Linked DNA regions of Mus musculus: region 2 is linked to region 1. A link is a contact called in public Micro-C data. All regions are on one chromosome and are shown on one strand. Each heading gives the region's core, a stretch centred on a gene start, on an enhancer-like site or on the middle of the called end of the contact. The rest is flanking DNA. Distances are from core to core; before and after follow the strand shown.

Region 1 (2,700 bases), core at 12-2,511:
ACCCATTATCCACCACTGCTAAGAATATATTGATTCTTAATTCAGCTAATGGGTGCAAATCAAAAGGTCTTTCACATATATTACTTGATATAGGGCAAGAGCAAGGTGCCCAGCAGAAAGGTACACAAATTTCTATTTCAGATGCTTGTTTACATTGGACTGATCTGGGTGGTCCCCCAAAAGGTCCCTTCATCCAAAGATGCTCTATTCTGAGAGATGTCTTTTTCTAGTAGACTCAGATTCTGGAAGATGCTTCTTCCTGGGAGAGAATTGACTTGAAGAGATCTGTGTAGGAGGAGAGGCCAGCTGTAAAGAAGACAGCCAAATGCTGAGATAGTCAGCGAAGCCACCAGAATTTTAGGGGATTTGCAAATGTCCACAGTAGGGTTTTTCAGATACTGGAATAAATGTTCGTTCCCTCCCCTCCCCTCCCCTCCCCTCCCCTCCCCTCCCCTCCCCTCCCCTCTCCTATCCTCTCCTTTTCTTTTTTTCCTCCCTGAGACACACTTTTAGCGCAGGTTGGCCTATGAGCCAGCACGCAGCTCAAGCTAGATTCAAACTGGCTTCAGTACTCTGCTTCAGTACTGTCACTTTTCTTGATCCTTAAAAAAAGATGTGCTTAGGCACCACCATTTCCGGGAAAGTTACAAGGCTAGAGTACAGAGCAGAGCTTTGGCAGTAGGCGAGAATGAGAGATCAAATGAAATCCATACGTCAAAATCCAAAGTACTGTTCAGATTTAAGGGCAGTTTCTGTAATCTAGAGGCTGACCTGGGAGAACCCTTTATTTCCCTACTAGAACCTGATAGGCAAATTCCGGGAGTCTGGCGACGGTCACTCCACATTTATTGTATGCTTTGTCTTTAGAGTGGGAAGAAGAAAATCAAAGAATTGCTAACTTTTCTCATCCCCGCGGTCCGCAAACTGGAAGGCTAGGGACCGGTGGTGGCATCTGCGCTCTCTCTCCTATCCCCGCCCCCTTTCGCCTGGCGCGGCCAAGATGCCGCGGCGCCAAAGGGCGCTCGCGGGCCCGGGCCCCGCGCTCACAGCTCCCGGGGGAAGCCAGGTTGCCAGGTTGGTTAACGCCTCCGCCCGCGCGCAGATTGTCCCGGGCTGAAGGCGCCACCTCTGGCGCTCAGGCGCGAGCCGCCCCTCCCGCACAGCCCTTGTCCTCCAGGCCCTCCCTCTCTGCCCCTTCCACGCGCCGTCGCCCGCCTCAGGCACCGACAGGTGCCGCGGCACTGGGTGTGGGTCTTCATCCCAGGATGCAAGCGTGCGAGGGCAGCGCAGCCGGACGCCGGGCCTTCGACAGCATCTGCCCCAACAGGATGCTGGACCTGTCGCGGCGGACCCTCGGCAAGCCCGGGAAGCCGGAGAGGAAGGTGGGGATCCTCCCGCTGTGGTCCTGGCTCTGGGAGAGTCTGCCAGCCCGGCGCTCCGAACGCTGACCATGTGCATCCCCCGTTTCTGTGCCTGGCCAGTTCGTTCCTTCGTGGAAGTCCTTTTCGGGATGCGGTGGCGGCAGCCCGGTGGCGGTGTACGAGGACCCTCCGGACGCAGAGCCCGCCCCACTGCCAGGTGAGCCCCGAGGCACCTGCACAACCCGATTATCCATGCCGGGTGGGTGACGCGCACACGGTCCGCAGCCCCTTCTCCCCCTGGTTCCGAGGTCCTCACTGAGGGTCCTGGTGGCGACCTGGCAGAGGCTTAGGGTTCGCTGGGTGCCTGTCTCCCGATCTCCCCCGCGCAGCTCTCACAACCATAGACCTGCAGGACCTCGCCGACTGCACCTCGCTGCTCGGAACCGAAGCGTCTCCTAGTGGTGATTCGTCCGCGTCGCAGGTACTCTTTCCCTTGAGCGGATCACAGCCAACTATCGACCCAACCACCCAACCAGAAAACTGATGGGTTTATTTCCTCAAAGGTCTCAAGATGGACTGGGAGCACAGGTGCATTGAGCAGAGTGCAGCAAGCCAAACCTCCTAGACCCCAATTTTCCCCTCCCTTGTAGTATGTGCTTAAGTTCTCGTTTCCAGAGCCGGTCTGGCTGACATTTACTGCAGGGCCCCTTGTCATTCATATGAACAAGGCAATTTGGAGCTGGTGGGCCGAGGAGCTGTGAATAGAATAACTGTCTTGTTTGTCACCCACTTCCAGGCCCTCGGGAACCATTTGTATTTCATGGGTACTAAAGAAGTATGGAAGTCACTGGGGGAAACGGACAAAGGACTCTGTAAACAAGCTAGTGGAAAACGGTCCATCTTCAGAGATGGACGTTGGGCATCTGGCTGCTTAAAAAATCTTATTCTGCTCGCCGCAAAATTCTAGTTTCTTGCCGTCTTGAGGAAGAGAGACTCCCCCTCCCCTTCCTTCTAAATATGTCATCTTAACTCATCCAATTTCCACATCTTGCCATCGCTGACACATCCCAGTCAGAGGCACCTCTCAGCTCTGGTGCCTTAGAAGCCAAGGGCTTGATGCTTCTTTGGTGGGACATGAAGTGTCCAGAAGGACAGGTAGTCTTATCCAGGTGAAGGATAAATCCACAGGAAGAGGTACTTCCAGTTTTCTAACAACAAGTGCTGGGACCATTAAGCCCACTGGAACAGGCCCCTTACAGAAGAACTCTGCTGAATTTGTGAGCACCGCGAGGTATTAGTTGAGTAACATTTCTAAGGACTCCACTCCCAGGCTTTTACA
Region 2 (2,700 bases), core at 124-2,623, 1.5 Mb after region 1:
AACCTCTTTACAAATAGTTTCTTTCTCTGTCCCTATTTAATGTGTTCGGACTTTGGGCAAGCAGACGTCTCATGAATCACCAAAGTGACTCGAGAGTAATTGTCGTGAAGCTGCGGGGTTACCACTATTTTTAAAAAAGAAATCCAGCCTGGAGACTAATTGTAATAAAATCAATTCATTTTTAATTTTAGAAGATAAACTTCAGAAATTTGCTCTTTAATCCAGGTCGGAGTCTAAATAGCTTGTGGGCTGCTTGGTTCACAGAAGTTAACAGGAATGAGGCAAAGTGGAGAAAACTGTAAAGTACTTAAAACACTTCGGGCTAATAATTTGGTTTGTCTTTCTTCTTTTTCGCGGGGCTTGGGGGAAAGAGGCAGAAGGAGCATCCGCTAAGCGTAAAACTACCTCCCTCTAAAAATTTCAGTACCCACATTTCCAAGTTTGGGCAAAGTTTCTGAAACCACGTCCCCCGGCCACCCAAGAAAATTCGGTATCTCCCATCCCCCACCCCGTCATTTTTTTTTTAAAGAGTCTCCAAAAGATATGGAAGGAAGATGGATAGATTGCTAGTAGGTCGACTGTAATCTCCAGGCTACGGATGCTCGCCCTTCTCCCGAGCCAGCCAGGGGAGATAACATCTAAAGTCATTAGGACCAGAACTTGGAGCATCTACCCCTAACTACTGAGGCTCCAGCTCCTCCACTCAAGCCCTTTCCTTTTTGAGGGTAACCTGGCTCTAAACTCCGCTCTCTATCCTAAAGTGTCACTGCCTTCAGTCTTTCCCTCCCGTTCCGTTCTACAGGAGTAGCCGGGTGGTTCCAACATCTTCCGAGAGCAGCGTAGGTCAGAACAGACCAAGTGGAGACAGCAGAAAAGTAGAACCCCTGCCCCAGCCGAGCCTCTGGGCGCATCCCTTCCACTCACCCTGGGCGCTGCGGTCCTCCATGAACTGGCAGAGTAGCAGCAGCAGGAGGCAGAGCCCGCCGGGCTGGTGCCTGGCGCAGACCATCCTGGGGCAGGCGCGGGGCGAGGAGCGCGGCGGCGGGTGGCTCGGGCGAGCGGCGCGCGTCGCAGAGGCGAGCGGCGGAGGGCGCAGCGATCCCGGCGCAGCCCCGCGCTCGCCACCGGCCGCCCGCGCGATTCAATGGACGTCAGAAGCCGGGCGCAGCCGCGCTTTAAATCTAGACGGGGGTCTCCGAGGTTTGCGGTGGGCGGTCTCCCAGTGTGTGGGGCTGTGGGAGGGCGGCCGCGACCGAGGGTGTGCCGGCTCTTTGGGGGTGGGGAGCTTTTAAAAGTTCAGTGTGAATCAGGTGACATTTCCCACCTTCTGGAAACCCTTCCCAATTATCTGTCGGAGGTGCCCGAAATCAAAGCGGCAGGAGGGGAATCGCCGAGTTCTTATTTGCGTAGGAGCGGGAGGGGAGGGGGGAAGGAGGCAGGGGCGGGGGCTGGGGGCGACGCGTCGGGGGTGGGGAGGAACATCCACTTCAGTCCTGCACGCCGCCGCTCGGAGCCGGCGCGCCCGGGGTGGCGTGCGAGTGTGTGTGTGCGCGCGTGTGTGCGTGTGCGCGTGTGAGTGAGGGCGCTGGAGGAGGCGGCCGGCGGAGCGCGGGGACCCCGGAGGACCCCGGGAATGGGTCCCCAGCACCTCTGCTCCAGGGCTCCGGGATGAGACTTCTGCAACCCGCCGCAGGATCCCTGAGCTGCTTCAATGCCCGGGGGAGCAGTTTCAGGAGCCTCCCTGCAGAGCCTTGGCGCGGGGTCCCGGAGACGTTTTGTGTCCCGAGGTCTCTTACGTGTCTTACTTTGCGGCCACCCTGCCAGCTCCCCCGCCTCCCACTCCCTCCCGCGCCCCCTCCCCCCCCAGCCTGGAGTAGGTTGCTAAGAACCCCGACCCCCGGGCACCTTCCACCCGGGCCGAGCGCTGCGGAGACGCGGCCCTCGGGCTCCACAAGTCAGAAGCAAACAAAAATGTTTAACACCTCGGAGCCGGCCGCCCCCGGCAGTCTCGCCCTCTCCCTTTCTTTTCTCCCCTTTCACTTCGTCGCGTCTGGAGTCGCAGCCCCGAGCGGGGGCGCCGACGTAGGCGGTCTGCCCCCCTCCTCCCCCGCTCCGAGACGCCCCAGTTTCTGTCCCGACTCCTCTCTCTCTCTCTCTCTCTCTCTCTTATTTAAAAAAAAGATTGCACCATGATAATGAACTTCTGCAGCCTCAGTTTATTGAGTGCAATGCCTGGCATTCTTCGCCGAAAGTTGGCGGGTCTTCTCATTTATAACATTTTCTGGCACGGCTGAATGAAACTGAGGAGGCGATATTTCCTTTTATATAAAACGATTACTTCACGGAAAAGGCTATATTGTTTATTTCAAAGCTGCCTTTTAAATTTCTATTCTTTTCGCTTCTGAAGCCCGAACGACAACAAACAGCGAACAAAACAGACAAAATTCTTGGACATTCCCAGGTCATTGGGATTTGCTCTTACGGATTTCAAATTCGCCCTTCTTCTCTAGCCCCAGCCCTAGCGCCCCCCCCCCCCGGTCCTCCTCTCATCCTCCCACCCCCATCTTCCATCACCCTCCTCCTACCCCCTCCACAACTGCAAATAACTCAGTGATAACAGATTTTTTTCCACCAACTGCAGGAGATAGTGCTAATCTTTTAATAAAAGGTCCCATTACAATGGGATCTGTCTGGACAGAC

What was found. Hi-C and Micro-C count contacts between places; a contact is called where the count stands out from the background.
Region 2: a contact with region 1 is called in a Micro-C map of embryonic stem cells, with 8 times the contacts expected there. The contact joins the promoter of Fst here to the promoter of Mcidas in region 1. A contact is called at or near these places in 1 of 39 promoter capture datasets (cranial neural crest), 4 of 484 Hi-C or Micro-C datasets (all in embryonic stem cells) and 2 of 115 datasets of contacts at active chromatin or transcription factors (astrocytes and embryonic stem cells).

Annotation. Positions count from the first base shown.
Region 1 is chr13:112,992,607-112,995,306 of GRCm38.p6, forward strand. It overlaps Mcidas (multiciliate differentiation and DNA synthesis associated cell cycle protein), which reads left to right and starts at 1,262. Exons shown (of 7, transcript NM_001037914.3): 1 at 1,262-1,382; 2 at 1,482-1,578; 3 at 1,751-1,842. The coding sequence starts at 1,266.
Region 2 is chr13:114,457,578-114,460,277 of GRCm38.p6, forward strand. It overlaps Fst (follistatin), which reads right to left and starts at 1,374. Exons shown (of 6, transcript NM_001301373.1): 1 at 925-1,374. The coding sequence starts at 1,009. All of the region lies in intron 1 of Gm41074 (a long non-coding RNA gene), which reads left to right.